3 separate regions of the Mus musculus genome follow, and all the other regions are linked to region 1. A link is a contact called in public Hi-C data. All regions are on one chromosome and are shown on one strand. Each heading gives the region's core, a stretch centred on a gene start, on an enhancer-like site or on the middle of the called end of the contact. The rest is flanking DNA. Distances are from core to core; before and after follow the strand shown. Region 1 overlaps Gm41874 (a long non-coding RNA gene). Region 2 holds the start of 6720468P15Rik (RIKEN cDNA 6720468P15 gene). Region 3 overlaps Trub1 (TruB pseudouridine (psi) synthase family member 1).

Region 1 (4,912 bases), core at 1,420-3,919:
TGAATGGTTTTCAGTTTTCACAGAGCTGAGCTTCCATCTACATATTTTAGAACATTTTCATAAAACCCAAAAGAACCCAGCATTCCTTAGCTATAACCAACCCACTCCCCCTGGCCTTTTGCAACTCTAAAACTACTTCCTGTCTCTTCAGGTTTATCTATCTCAAGCACTTCCTATACATGGAACCATATGATATGTCACCTCGAGTGAGGGTTTGCAAACTTAAAGGTCTAGGGCTCCATGATTTTTTCCCCATATGTTGTATGATGGTTTTTTCCTAGAGAGATACCCACACATACCCCCCCCCCCACACACACACACAAATCTACTCAGCATGGATATAGAGCCCACAGATATCACCAAAATATCGCTTGGTGAGTCAATGCATTGTATTAAGGTTACCTACAAGAATATAGGAGAGAGTTTTGGGTTTTTTGGGGATTTTGTTTGTTTGTTTGTTGTTGTTGGTTTTTTTTTTTTTTTTTTTTTTTTTTTTTTTTTTTTTTTTTTTTTTTTTTGGTTTTTTGAGACGGGGTTTCTCTGTATAGCCCTGGCTGTCCTGGAACTCACTTTGTAGACCAGGCTGGCCTCGAACTCTGAAATCTGCGTGCCTCTGCCTCCCGAGTGCTGGGATTATTAAAGGCGTGCGCCACCACGCCCTGCAGGAGAGGGTTTCTTACCAGAGCAGAAATAACTCAGTAACAAAGCCCACCCCAGCATGGGTGACAGTTCAGGAAAGCTGGGAACCTGGAGCACACTGAACAGCCTGTAGGCAGATCAGCAGGTTGGAGAGAGTCCTTTCCTGGTGACTTACACCTGTACCGAGCTGCTTGGCTTGTCTGAGAATGTTTCTTAGCTGTCTTGACTGTTTACTCTTGGGGGAGAGGAGGCTGGTGAATCGTGTCAGTTTCAGGGACTTCCTGAGACTATGTTGAATTGTTTAACTTGCTATGTTAGGGAGCTTCCCTGAAGGATAAAATGTTTCAATATGGGGGCGGTGTGTGGACCCTGCTACACAACACCAGAAAACATGAGGCGTCTCTTACCTAGTTGCATGGAACTTGGAAAACACTGTCTAGTAAGAAGCCAAAGGGTTGGCCTTTTCTAGGCCTTCATTGGTCCAGGCCTGTATTACACCAAACTCTGACGCTTCTTCAAACATCGAACATCCCACAGTAGACTCACATCAGACTCTCCCAGGCACAACTAGGATCTGTATGTCTTGCACACCAGCGATTGTATTTCAGTTGATTGCTGTGAGTATCCCCAATGTGTGAAGAGCCCAAGAACGTTTAGGGGCTTCCATGAAAGGCTCTGAGACCCACAGCTCATCCAGGACCCAGTCACTCCATCTGCCTGGAAGAGGCCTCAGCAGGATTCCCACCTGCTCCTCACACCATGCCAGGAATTATATGGACCTCCCGTTCTAATAGAGACCAAAGGAAACATTTCAATACAAACAACACAAACCTCTGAAGCTGCCCCAGCCTCTGGGCGCTGAACCTCACTTATCTGTGAAAGGGCAGTTGGGGAACTTCAAACCATCACTATGCCATTGATGTCCGGAGGAGGGTGCAAACAGCCCCAAAGCTCCTCTCAGCTCCCCTGCTTCCCTCTGCGGGCCTGAAAGTGGTCTCTCCCCAGGGATCAGAATAATTTCCTTCGGCTGAGTCTCATTGTATGCCTTTGATTTAGAGACACTTTTAGACACGTGAGATGCTAGGGCAGGTTTTCCTGGAGAGCTTTCTGAAGGCCAGCTTCTGCCCCGGGGGAGGGCTGTAGACTGGAGCAGCATTTGGAACACAATCCCAGCTGTTTTCCACTCTGCCAGTGGCCAGGTGTCTCACCTCCTCACTGTCTACCCCTTGTTGCTCGTTGCAGATAAAGAAAGGAAATTCTAGCCGGGCATGGTGGCACACGCCAGCACTCGGGAGGCAGAGGCAGGCGGATTTCTGAGTTCGAGGCCAGCCTGGTCTACAAAGTGAGTTCCAGGACAGCCAGGACTACACAGAGAAACCCTGTCTCAAAAAAAAAAAAAAAAGGAAATTCTGGGCCACCGTGAGATTTACTAGACGTGATCCAGCTGGCCCCTTTGTAGCTTCTTTCTTAGCCTTCATCCAAATTTTCCAAGCCCGGGCTTGCCACGTTGCTGCTTCCTGTAAATATTTTAGGGGAAGCCTGCCGGGCTCTGAGGAGTTTCAGAATGCTTTGCCCCAGCTGTTTAGCCACAGAGGCCGGGTTTATGGAGTCACTCATTCACTCTGACGGGTGTCTTGCAGCCTGCAGAGCCTGGCGGGAAGAAGGGAAATCTCCACATTTCATGGTTGTTTACCCAGCCCTCTTCCCCAAATACCCATTCTAGGACATCGTAAAGCTCAGTGCTCCCCCCGCCCTCCCCCGCTCCCATCTCCTTCATCTCTCCTTAGAAAAACCCAAACATGGCCTGCTCTATTTGTTTATTTACAAACCGAAGTGGCCAATCCATTTCCAAGCCGATGAAGCCCCGCTCATTAAACTGCTCTTGTTGACACTGTGTGTTTTGATCATCTGCGACCTTCGGTTTTCTGAGAGGCGGATGCTGTGTCTTCCTGTTTAAAGGGCCTGTGCGCATGGAGTCAAAAGCTAGGACTCACTGACCCAGATCAGCCCTGCCTGCGGTACTCTGTGGTTGGCAGCTTGCCTGAAGACCACAGCGAGGCTCCTGGGCTTTTTCAGAGCAGCAGCAGGCAAGCTCATCCGGAGCTGGGGAAGCAGCGGCCTCAAGCCGATGCTGCCAAGCGAAGCATGGGCGGAATCCATGCCCAGCCATTTCTCGTGCTCACAGCGCAGGGACGGGGGCGCCTAGCGGGCACAGGATGCTTTCCTGTGTGACAAAACAACTCCCCTGTTCCCCGAGGACGAGGAAACAGCTGAGAGGTAGAAGACAGACACTGTAGGTGCTGCTGTACACCACGGACGATACTGACAGACTAGAGCTCAAAAGAAAGACCATACAAGGACCACTAAGTTACTGGAGGACTGAGGTAGGCATGTGGTAGTGTTGCTGGAGGACACAGCCCCCTTTGTCAGTTCCTGGTCTTATAAAGAACTTTGGAAATGGACATGGGGTGGGGTATGGACGTGGTGGGTGTACTGGCTGGTTTTGTGTATCAACTTGACACAGGCTGGAGTTATCACAGAGAAAGGAGCTTCAGTTGGGGAAGTGCCTCCATGAGATCCAGCTGTAAGGCATTTTCTCAATTAGTGATCAAGGGGGAAAGGCCCCTTGTGGGTGGGACCATCTCTGGGCTGGTAGTCTTGGGTTTATAAGAGAGCAGGCTGAGCAAGCCAGGGGAAGCAAGCCAGTAAAGAACATCCCTCCATGGCCTCTGCATCAGCTCCTGCTTGAGTTCCAGTCCTGACTTCCTTTGGTGATGAACAGCAGTGTGGAAGTGTAAGTTAAATAAACCCATTCCTCCCCAACTTGCTTCATGGTCATGATGTTTGTGCAGGAATAGAAACCCTGACTAAGGCAGTGGGGAAGTAGAGAGGCGTCTCAGAGGTGAAGAGTACTTACTGCTTTTCCAGAGGACCTGAGTTTGGTTCTTAGCAGCCATGTGAGGTGTAAGGCTTGCAAGTGCCTGTATTTCCAGCTCCAGGGAATCTGGCATCCTTTTGTGGCCTCCTAGGGCATGTTCACTTTCACTCATGTCACACACACACACCCACACACACACACACAGACATACAGAGAGACAGAGTATTCTAAACAGATCCAGGAGGGAACGTGGAGCAGCTTACTGGGGTGTCCTGGGTGACAGGAGAGGCAAGTTGGCAGTCTTCACCACAGTCTAGAGGGTGACACCAAGACGAGGAAACAGAAGCATTAGGCTTCCTGAGAAGAAAACCAAGCAGACAGGCTCTGCAGTGAAAGCCTTAGAACTTCTGTTCGAGGGCTGCACTTTGTGGGGTCAGAAATACATGTGTCATTGTTAACGGGACAGTTGTTCTTTTTCTTTCTTATCTTGTCCTCCTGTAAGCCAAGTTTTCATCTCTGGCTTAGCCAGTCTTCCTTGGGTTATAAGGAGGACTTCCTCTTTGATGCTGCTATCTACATTACAAGAGGTTTGTTAACCCCCGACTGTGGAATTTGTGCTGGAGGATGCTGACCAGATAGACACATGTCCCAAATGGAGTCTGGGAGGCAGAAGTCTGCAGAGGGCTTCTCATGCATGCCTTTCTTCCTGCCTGATGTCTGCTGTTCTAGGAGTGAGCAGAGGAGATTACAGTTGACATGAACAACAGAAGATCTCGTCTATACTTTGTGGTTGGCTCCCCAGAAGATAGAAAATCTACAGTGATGCCCAAGGGAGATCAGGGATATTATTGTTACTTTCTATTGCTGTGATAAGACATTGTGTCTAAGACAACTTACATAGAGGATAAGTGGATTTGGGTCTGTGGTTTCAAAGGGGTAAGGGTCTTTCCATGACAGGGAAGATGGCTGCAAGCTGCAGGCACGGAAGGTGAAGCAGAAGCTGAGTGCCTGCATCCTGAACTGCAAAGACAGAGAGGAGAGAACAAACTCGAAATGGCACACGTCTGTAAGCTCTAGCTGGCTTCCGGTGACAAACCTCTCCAACATGGCCTTCTAAGCCTCCCTAAACAGCACTACCAATGAGGGGCTCAAGTATTCAAATGTCTAAGACTACAGGGAACGTCTCATTTAAAACACCACAAGAACTGTCCAGTTTGGGGATGTGGAGACAGCAAAAATATTCTGGTAAGAGTAAATAGCGATAGAAAAGAACCCCGATGCTCCACCATGCCCTCTACTGGCGAGATTGTGTGGAGGTTGGCATTTTCTTTAGAATAAACTGCACTGCAAGAGGAGAGTGGAAGTATAGAAGACACTAAGTAGACCACGGTAATC
Region 2 (4,912 bases), core at 1,804-4,303, 97 kb after region 1:
CTGAGTGGGCAACAGTTTCCCCCATTTCTTGAGAACAGGATGATAAATAATGCAGCGACAACATAGGAGATATTAATTCTGGTACGCCACGCTGCCGCTCAGCTTTAGAACCCAGGAAGGAAGCGAGACTTGTGGCAAGCGAGCAGAGCAGGCCGCCTTGGCTTTGTTTCCTCTCAAAGGAGGTGAGAGGGGTTGTTTGTTTGCTTTAGTCTCATCTTCAGCAAGAAGCATCTTAACGCTGGACATCTGCCCCACTTTCAAAAATTACAAGTTTCGATCACTGCTAAACTGTACAGATCCCGATCTGTCTGGTTTGCATACGTTTGCATTTATAAAAGCGGAATCAGGCTAAAAGTCTTTCTAATGTAATCCCCGAAATGCATGAAGTATTAGATGGCTTTCCCCCACTGGTTCATGCGTTGCTAGGGACTTAAAAGGATCATTGATTTGAATTATTTAATGTGTATAGCAAGTTTAGTTTCTTTTAAAAAAAATAAAGAAGGACCTTTGGGTATTGCTTTAATTTTTATTCATATTACATCTACCCATCCATTAGTTTTTATATTATATCCATCCATCCGTCTGTCTGTCCATCTGTCCGTCTGTCTGTCTTTCTGTTTGTTGGGGACTTGTATGTATGCATGCTCACAGGCAGGGCAGAAGTAGACTTTGGAGGTGTTTATTTCCCCCCCATCTGGATTCCTGGGGGCCCAGATTTGGTGGAAAATTTCCTTACTCACTCAGCCATCTTGTCAGCCCGGGCTTAATTTTTTAATGCAAAAATCTCATTATTCTTGAGAAATAAATTAAGCTGTATTCACACGAACTCCAGAAAAAAGGGCCAGATTTCTATCCTCTTTTTAAACCATCCAGGAAATGTTTGATTCTAATGAAACCCTAGTGCTGGAAATTGGGCAGAAATTGCTGAGCTAAAAATATAGTTATAGCTGCACATTATTCTAACGTTGTAACTTTTTCTTTGAGGATTGGCACAGACTTAGAGACAAGGAGCATTCTAATTTGTAATAAAAATGTCAGGCTGGATGTTTGTTGCTGCTTTTGAGAATTTAAGCTGGTTTGCACTCTCAAATTCCATCAGTAATCCTAGATTTTAAATGTTGAATATTTTGTTGTGTAATCTAAGTCTTAATTCTTGTTTGTTTATTTTGATATTTTACTCTCCCCTCATAGAAAAACAGCTGTGTGTCACTTCAGTACACTTGACCGGTGACATCTGGGCTAATGTGTTTATTTTAGTTAGAGCTCTGTTCAGAAAGCAGGCCAGAGATGGAAGTCTTGTTTGTGCTCTTGTGTGTGCTTTCTGTGACAATCAACGGCGCTTATTTAATCCCTTTGACAGCACAACACAAATGAAAAGACCGTCTATATACAGTTGCCTGGCTTGTGATGGGAGCCAGGGTGGGAATTAAAAAGATAATGCTAACTTGTCTTCTAAACCTGGGTCCCGTGAGAGCACAGAGGGAACACTAAAACAATTAAAGTCGTTCGTCACCCTAAACAGGTACAATGAAGACCACCCAGGACAACCACCATCACCAAGGCCAGTTAACCTTATCTGATAGCAAATCCCTCTGAGAATTCTAGTGCGTTATCGATGGAGCACTGAACCAAGGAATGACAAGTATGGGTTCTAATATTGGGCTCAGCACAATACTTATGTAGGGTCACAGCAGGTTAAAGTCATGTTAGGACGCAAGACAGAGCAAGGGAGACTGGACGAAGGGTGTGAGCAGGAATACTAGACAGGAAGTCACTAATGGTCAACTTTGTTATTGGGTAGGTAGTGTAACAAATCAAAAGAAGGTAGCTCTTGCAAGGGAATCAGAAGCCAGGAGCCTGCCAGTATGAGATGGAGCGTGGACTGGGGTGTGGGCTGCAGTGTGAGCTGGGGTGTGAGCTGGGGTGTGGGCTGGGGTGTGAGCTGGTGTGTGGGCTGGGGTGTGAGCTGGGGTGTGAGCTGGGGTGTGGGCTGGGGTGTGAGCTGGTGTGTGGGCTGGGGTGTGAGCTGGGGTGTGAGCTGCAGTGTGAGCTGGGGTGTGGGCTGGGGTGTGAGCTGGGGTGTGAGCTGCAGTGTGAGCTGGGGTGTGCGCTGGTGTGTGAGCTGCAGTGTGAGCTGGGGTGTGGGCTGGTGTGTGGCCTGGGCTATGAGCTAGGGTGTGAGCTGGGGTGTGAGCTGGGGTGTGGGCTGGGGTGTGAGCTGGGGTGTGGGCTGGTATGTGAGCTGGGGTGTGGGCTGCAGTGTGAGCTGGGGTGTGGGCTGCAGTGTGAGCTGGGGTGTGGGCTAGTGTGTGGGCTGGGGTATGAGCTGGGGTGTGAGCTGGGCTATGAGCTGGGGTGTGAGCTGGGGTGTGGGCTGGGGTGTGAGCTGGGGTGTGAGCTGGGGTGTGGGCTGGTGTGTGGCCTGGGGTGTGAGCTGGGGTGTGAGCTGCAGTGTGAGCTGGGGTATGGGCGGGGTATGAGCTGGGGTGTGGGCTGGTGTGTGGCCTGGGCTATGAGCTGGGGTGTGAGCTGGGGTGTAAGCTGGGGTGTGAGTTGGGGTGTGAGCTGGTGTGTGGGCTGGGGTGTGAGCTGGGGTGTGAGCTGGGGTGTGGGCTGGGGTGTGAGCTGGGGTGTGAGCTGGTGTGTGAGCTGGTGTGTGGGCTGGGGTATGAGCTGGGGTGTGAGCTGGGGTGTGAACTGGTGTGTGGGCTGGAGTGTGAGCTGGGGCATGAGCCTACGTTGTGAGCTATGGTGTGAGCTAGGGCACAGCGAGGGCTCTGTTTCTGAACCAGGCTTTGATGTTACTGATGGCATCCGATGCTCTGGGATGTAGCTACTCTCTCATTTTAAGTTAACACCAATTCTTCCTGAGTCAATGCTCTTTGAAAACAGCTGCAGCTTCTCAAATCTTCGAGGCTACGTTTCTTGCCTCACATGTCTTTTTTCTGGAAAGTCCCTTTGAGGTCTTTCAGGAATCTGATTTAGCCCAGCAACTGTCAAAGCCCTAATGTATGGAAGGAAATGTGGGCGTGTGTGCAAGGAGCCTACAAGACAGAGGAGGGCAGGGTCTGCTCTCTGACCACTGCTGTGTAATACAGGGAGAGAGGCTAAACGGTGCTCTCATGCATGGGTGGGCACCATGTGAGGGTGGACGCCATCATGGGTGGGTGCGGTCCAAAGGGGGCATGCGCTATGTTTTAGGCGGAGGAGGAAATTTAAACATTGTTCTTTCTCCATCTTTTCTGCACGCTCTATCTTTTAATTTTTTGAAAACTAAAGACAGACAAGAGGATTCAGAGGACTTGGAAATGGCTGCCTGGCCGTAGGGGATCGGCCCTCACCTGTGACATCCCACTCCTTCAACTGTGCCTTGGCTCCCGTGAAAGCTTGCTCGTGGCATCTTCCTTCCATCGCATGCAGTGGGAGTTAGTAAGGTGTTCAGCCTGTTAGTCCTCAGCACGTTCCTGGTTGTTTGCTTTTTATGGTCTTTGTGCATCGTTTCCTTCTTGCTCAGAGAGCTGACACTAAGTTTTGACATTTGGTTCCCGTGGTAAAGGACCTGGGATATGGATACCGTCATCTTCCTGATCCCACAGATCCAGCCTGAGCCACAAAAGGCTTCTTTTGTTCCTCACAGGACTCTCCCCTCTGTGCTGCTGGAGGTACGTGAGGTCTGGGCAGAGGCAGGTATGGAAATCCACAAACAATGGATGCAACTGCAAGTGGTGAGTTTGAGGGTTAGCTGGTGAAAAACTGGTCTCCAGGCAAGTCTGAAACTCCTGGGAGAAAAACCCATAGTGGGCGTCTGAGAGCAAAATCTATTTGTTGTGTGCTTTATCCCGGGTAAAATGACTAGCGATGATGATGATGGTGGTGGTGGTGGTGATGATGATGATGATAACAACTAGAGTTGCTTACAGGGAAGTGAAAAGTGAATTTGTGACAATGGGTGAGATCTGTGGGATTTGGGTTCCTATGTGGAAAAAGACAAGCCCACCAGAACAGAATCAGGGAGCTAGGCAATGGTCAGGGCTAAACTCCTAAGCACTCTTACAAAGATAAGGTTCTCAGACTTCTTCTGATCCAAAGTCACACATATTTGTCTGTCGACTGTCAAAGTTTGACTCCCTTAATATTTCTGATGATAGAAGTAATTTTTGATATTTTAACTAAAAGCCAAGCATTGGATTTTACACATGCACACATGTACACACACACACACACACACACACACACACACCACGGGGACTGGAGGAGGAGGAGAAGAAAGAGGAACAAAGGAGCCACAAGAGAAAAAGCCAAGGAGAGGCGGAGAAAGACTTTGCACAGGTCATCGTCGTCGTCAGTGAAGAGCAGGAAGTCTTCATCCAAGCAGAGGGTGGCAGGCATCGTGGGCTGAGGTAGAACAGAAATCCTTTGGGGCTGATTCAGTCATGTCTTTACCCGGGTTACAATGCTGGTGTGTACGTAACCACGAAGAAAAGTAATGTTAGGAACAGAAAGCCTGCCAGGGGAACATATTTCTGATCCTATAATGGATACCAGAACAGCCCTCCTCAACCCCTAAATCTGTTATTGCTTTCTCCAGAGAACAGGCCATTCGGACTGAAGGTGACCTTGGAGAAGGTTCTGCGAAGCCTGGCTCATTTCCAGCCGACTGAGGAAAAGCAGGAGACTGTATCGGTCAACAGCGGAAGTCCTCAGCTCAGCTAGAGACAGTGTTCCAGCTGCAGTCTGTTACCAGTGTTCTTCAGTCCCTCCTTTTCTCTGTGCCAGCACAGACAGACGGAGCTAAGTGACAAGGGTCTGCGCCACCCCAGGTCACAGTCACTTGTGCTCTCACCGCCCGTGTAGATGGGGATGCGAGGCAAGAGAGCTCCTGCAGAGGGGTGAGCAGGGGAACCCATGTGTG
Region 3 (4,912 bases), core at 1,369-3,868, 66 kb after region 1:
TTTGGAACCCCTCCCTCCCTGCCTGACAGGAGCCATGGCCCTTCCTCCTTTTCCCAAGGTAGACTCTAACTTCCGAGTTATGGTGAGAAGTCTTAGACAGTGTGTGTCCTTCTGTGTTTGGATTCTCCCATATGTATGTCTTGAATGAATGTATTGAATGAATACATATCACCATATCTTGAAGTTTTTTTTTAGTGCTATGCTTGCATGCATATTCTAACATGTAACACATACAACACACATTCTTTTGTTTTTAAAAGATTTACATATTTGTTTTATGTGTATATGTGAGTTCCTGCGTGGGCATGTGCATACATGCACATGTCTACACTCCACGTTTGGGCCTCCGGTCCCCTGGGACTGGAGTTATAGGCCATTGTGAGCCACTGTGTGGGTCCTGGGAAACAAACCCTGGTCTTCTGCTACAGCAGCCAGTGCTTGTGGCCACTGAGCATCTCTCTGGCCTGCACATGCTTGTCTGGTTTTGCTGGGTGTTGGATCCAGGGCCTCATACATGGTGGCAGGGGCTGTATATCACTGAACACCGGAACTAGGCCTCTTCTGTTAATAGGCATGTGGGCTGTTCTCGGTTTGGAATTTCACAAAACAAAACTGCACTTTGAGGTGTTCATTCCTCTTGTGTTCAGACTCTTGGAGCTGCCAGGTCCCAGGGTGCACGGGTGCTTAACTGAACTGGAAATGGTAAAATGGTTTTCCAAAGTTGTGTTTCCGCCACACTGTGCAAGTTCCACTTGGACGGTGCCCTGCCATGTCCACAGTGTTATCAGCGTCATGCATTCCATCGAGGGGGCAGCAATCCACTGACCCCATGGTGGTTTTGGCAGGGATGGGCAGGACAGTGCCCTAGCAATCTGTACCTACAGCGTGGGTGTGCCACCCGCTACCTTCTCTGGGGAGTTGTCTCACTGATGTGTTTGAGTAAAGAGCTCACACCCACCTGCATTTACACATGCACCCACACTCGAGAGCACACACTACACCTGCACACATACATACACACACGCACATATATAGTACACACACACACAGCATACACACACACATGCATGCACACACATGCATACACACACGCACATACACAGGCGCACACACACACAGTACACACAACACACATACACAAGAATGCAGTTTTTTTAAGCAAGCAAATGTTTTTCTGTGTTGTAGGATTTTTCCTGCTTTGCTCTCACACACACACGTCCGGCCCGTCATTCTCCTTAGGGGATATGCTGTGCTCTTCCTCCATGGTTCTGCGTGTCACAGATCAAGCTCTTCAGTGGGTGTGGGCTTGTCTGTAATCTGCTTTGTCAGCTCAGCAAGCTGGTCCCTCCTTGTCTCAGCACCAAAGGATCCGCTATCTTAGAGGAAAAATAGATCTGCCCACCTTGCTTATTGCAGGCCCCCCTTTAAAAATGGCTATTTTATTGAAAGAAGTCACCTTTTTTCTTTTGCCGAAATTTGATGTGCTTTTAAATCATGAACAGAAAGTGAATTTGCTGTCATCCTTTTATCTGTTTCCTGCTTTTATACCCCATGCTCTGTCTGATGACTGGAACATTGAGCCATAGGTTGTTAGTTCTCTGACTTACTGCTCTTTTTTTTCTTTGCATTTCTTTACGAATTTTGAGTAGGCCCTCCCCCCTCTCTCTCCTCCTCTCTCTCTCTCCCTCTCTGCCTCTGTGTTTCACGCTCCCACTCCTGTCTCTGTCTCTCCCTTCCTCTCTATCCTCCCCCACCCCCCACCCTGCACCTCATTCTTCACCTCACACACGCAGACCGGATGTGCGTGTCTGTGCTTGCTGAGATTTCTACATTTAGTTGATCCTGTTTATCAGTTTGTAGAGTCTCCCAACCCACGAAACAAGATTAGCGCTCTCTTCCTCAGTGTAGGTCGTCAGTTTGGGCAGCTGTACTTCCTAGATTTCAGTGTGTTCCTTCATGTCTTAGGTATATGAAATTGTTGTGTGTTTCAGATTTTGTTGTTCTTGGGAACAGGGTCAGATTCTAACTTCTGATTATTCATTGCTGCTATATCGAAATGGAGTTGACTATATATTAGTCTTTTCATCGTTCAACCTTGTTTAACTCATCTGTACAAATCGCTTTTGACTTAGATTCTTAGGATGAGTCTAGACAGTTTGTCAGACCTATGCTAGTGGCTACCAGCTTTTTTAGAGTCTATGCTGAGTGTCTAAGGTGTTCAGCAGTTCCTTCTGTGTGCTTGAAATTCAGTCCTTTGGAAAACTTTCAACAGTGGTCGGGTTTTTGATGTTATAAATATTCACTATATGTATGTATAGCTTAGAACTCGGCCAGGTCTCAGAAATCCTACCACGTCTCTCTCTGTGTACTTGCCTCAAATCCTGGCTCTCCCTGACTCCCCACCCACTGACCTGGCCAGGGAAATCCCGATCCTTACCTGGCAGAAGCACATTTTAAGGTTCTGGCCCCTTTCTTCTCTCAGAGACCACACTCCTGCCAGACTGAATGGCCGGAAACGGTGGTTGACGGATGCTTTGCCGGCTTAGCGGCTGCTCTGTCGCAGGATGGCTTAGTGTGGTACAAAGTTGTACTCAGCCCGGTCGTTCTGCTTTTAGCTCTGTTGTTCAGGTATCAACCACTGTGCTGCGTGCACAGAAGGATGGATGCGTGGTAAGCAGAGATTGTATAGCTTGTTCATGTATATGTTAGTTTCATGGGGATAAAGAGTGTGTATGTGTGTGGTGTCTGGTGTGTGTGTGTGTGTGTGTGTGTGTGTGATGTGTGTGGTTCGTGTGCGTGTGTGTGTGTGTGTGTGTGTGTGTGTGTGTGTGTGATGTGTGTGGTGTGTGCATCTGTGTGTGTGTGGAATGTGCATATGTGTGTGTGTGTGTGTGTGTGATGTGTGTGGTGTGTGCATCTGTGTGTGTGTGGAATGTGCATGTATGTATGTCTGTGTGTGTTTGTGTAGGTGCAGATATCAGTGCTGGGGATTGAACTCAGGACTTTTTTTTTTTTTTTTTTTTTGTTAGGCAATTGCTTTACCACGGGGCTACAACCTAAGCCTAGAGAATTACTTTTTAAAATGCAGCTCAAATGAATGCTTTCACACCGATGGCTCTTTATTTATTGAGCAAAGTGTGAGACCCCCAGAGCCCCCTGCACTTGAGCTACGCCTCTCTTCTCTGAGTTCCTCACTGGGTATCTTTGATGTGGAGAATTTTCTTGTGCATTTTTAAGATCCTATGGTAGAGGCATTGTTAAATTATGAGACAGCTGCCTGATTGGACTCGTATTGGGCTTTAGACACAGCCAGCCGCTTCACTTCGTGCACATGTGCCATGAGCTTGGGTTTTATTATGAGGTAACCTGTTCTGTGGGCTTTCTGTCTGGTCGTCCTAACATTGGATAAATGATTGGCCTAGGTGACTTCTAAATGTCCTTCAACCTGGAGATTCTATTACCCTGAGCAAATTAAATTTCAGCAAGAACGTCCTGAGTGCCATCTTTATAGTGTATGTTATCTCTGAGGAAAAACTGTCTTTGTCTTCAAAGCCCAGGATTTTGCTGGTGAGCTATTAGCTTAGCATGCAGTGGAAAACGGCACAACAATCAGTATGTACCACGGATGCCTGAGCTAGGAAATGTGATGAGAGGGAGAATGTCTCAGAGTCTGTCTGTCTGTCTGTCTGCCTGTGCATGTGCCTCTTTGTGTGTCTCTCTCTGTGTATGGTGTATGTGTGTGTCTCTGTGTGTGGTATCTGTGTGTAGTGTGTATGTCTGGGTGTGTGTGTGACTTTATGTGTCTCTGTGTGTGTGTTATCTGTCTTTGTATGTGCCTCCATGTGTGTGTCTTTCTGTTTTTGTCTCTCTGTCTCTTTCTCTGTGTGGTGTGTGTGTGCGCATGTGTGTGTGTCTGTGTGTCTCTGTGTGTTGTCTGTTTGTCTGTGTATGTCTTTGTGTGTGTGTGTCTTGTGTGTGTGCACCCGTGCGTGCGTGCGTGCGTGCGCACGCATCAGTGAGAGAAAGTCAGAGAATCAGCACAGAGGCCGCACATTCGCAGAAAAGGAGCGCCAGGGAGGCACGGAGCCTGGCACGAATGGAAAGCTCTTTGGTCTTGTTTTGAACCGCCTGGCTGAGTTAACACACTGTAGTAGTTTCACCAACCATGGCATTTTGTTAGCAAGTTCAGCCTGGTGGCAGCATAGTCACCTAGATTTGGCAAGCTTGGATTAACCCAAGGTGTCGTGTTCAATCACTTCTTAATGTCACAGTAGAGGGAGACTTTTTTAATGGGAAAGTCCTCACCCAGACTCTGAGCCACATCTCTGTGCAGCAAACAAGGCGGAGCTGCTGTTTGGGCTCTGTGGTCTGGAGGCTGCTGCAGCCTCTCACTGTCTGAGTCTTGTTTGTGTTTAGCTTACAGGGTCACAGTGAGGCTAAGACTGTCTTGTTGGGTGTACACAGTATTCCCTGATGTCCTTTAAAGTTCTACCATGGTGTTGGAACAATTCAGAGCACACTAATTTTTGTTTCATATCTTCAAGTAATATCAAATATACTTTACCTAAAAAGTTTAAATTTTCTGAAAAATAAAAACATTGACTGTGATCTAAATGAGTTATAGAGAATTTCCAAGGCATGGTTTGTTCTTGAAGCAGATGTAAAGACTCCTCTACAAGTATGAAAACACAAATCCTGAGTGTGTGTGCTGTGCGTGTGACTGTCTGCAGGCAGAGAGCGATTTCAACACTGCCATCCTTCTGTCGAATGCACCAACAGACCTGAAAATGTGCCCGACATGTGGAGAGCTTTTTATATAAGTCTTCAAATTTTCTAAAAATCCACCTTTAAAAATGCTTACCGAGCATGCCAACGTCCTTGCTGGGTGTACTCCTTTTCTGTGCTGGTTTGT

The links. Hi-C and Micro-C count contacts between places; a contact is called where the count stands out from the background.
Region 2: a contact with region 1 is called in a Hi-C map of uterus, with 1.9 times the contacts expected there. The contact joins the promoter of 6720468P15Rik here to the enhancer-like site in region 1. A contact is called at or near these places in 2 of 484 Hi-C or Micro-C datasets (the Patski cell line and uterus) and 2 of 115 datasets of contacts at active chromatin or transcription factors (embryonic fibroblasts and pancreatic cancer cells).
Region 3: a Hi-C map of embryonic stem cells shows a contact between it and region 1, with 2.1 times the contacts expected there. The contact joins two enhancer-like sites. A contact is called at or near these places in 21 of 484 Hi-C or Micro-C datasets (the 63-12 cell line, the AML12 cell line, the C10 cell line and 11 more), 3 of 115 datasets of contacts at active chromatin or transcription factors (embryonic fibroblasts, embryonic stem cells and pancreatic cancer cells) and 1 of 9 other capture datasets (embryonic stem cells).

The regions. Positions count from the first base shown.
Region 1 is chr19:57,409,307-57,414,218 of GRCm38.p6, forward strand. Gm41874 (a long non-coding RNA gene) reads left to right here. Exons shown (of 3, transcript XR_877961.2): 3 at 1,882-1,966. Among named protein-coding and RNA genes, the nearest start is that of Gm41874, 7.3 kb to the left of the region's middle. Within about 2 kb of position 2,670, at least 156 of the 459 cell types and tissues checked have an H3K27ac peak or open chromatin away from gene starts, as enhancers often do. A contact at or near this core is called in uterus, where this site is marked.
Region 2 is chr19:57,505,511-57,510,422 of GRCm38.p6, forward strand. 6720468P15Rik (RIKEN cDNA 6720468P15 gene) reads left to right here and starts at 3,054. Exons shown (of 4, transcript NR_040306.1): 1 at 3,054-3,434; 2 at 3,638-3,725; 3 at 4,589-4,889.
Region 3 is chr19:57,475,698-57,480,609 of GRCm38.p6, forward strand. The region is part of intron 4 of Trub1 (TruB pseudouridine (psi) synthase family member 1); the gene reads left to right. Among named protein-coding and RNA genes, the nearest start is that of Trub1, 25 kb to the left of the region's middle. Within about 2 kb of position 2,619, at least 12 of the 459 cell types and tissues checked have an H3K27ac peak or open chromatin away from gene starts, as enhancers often do.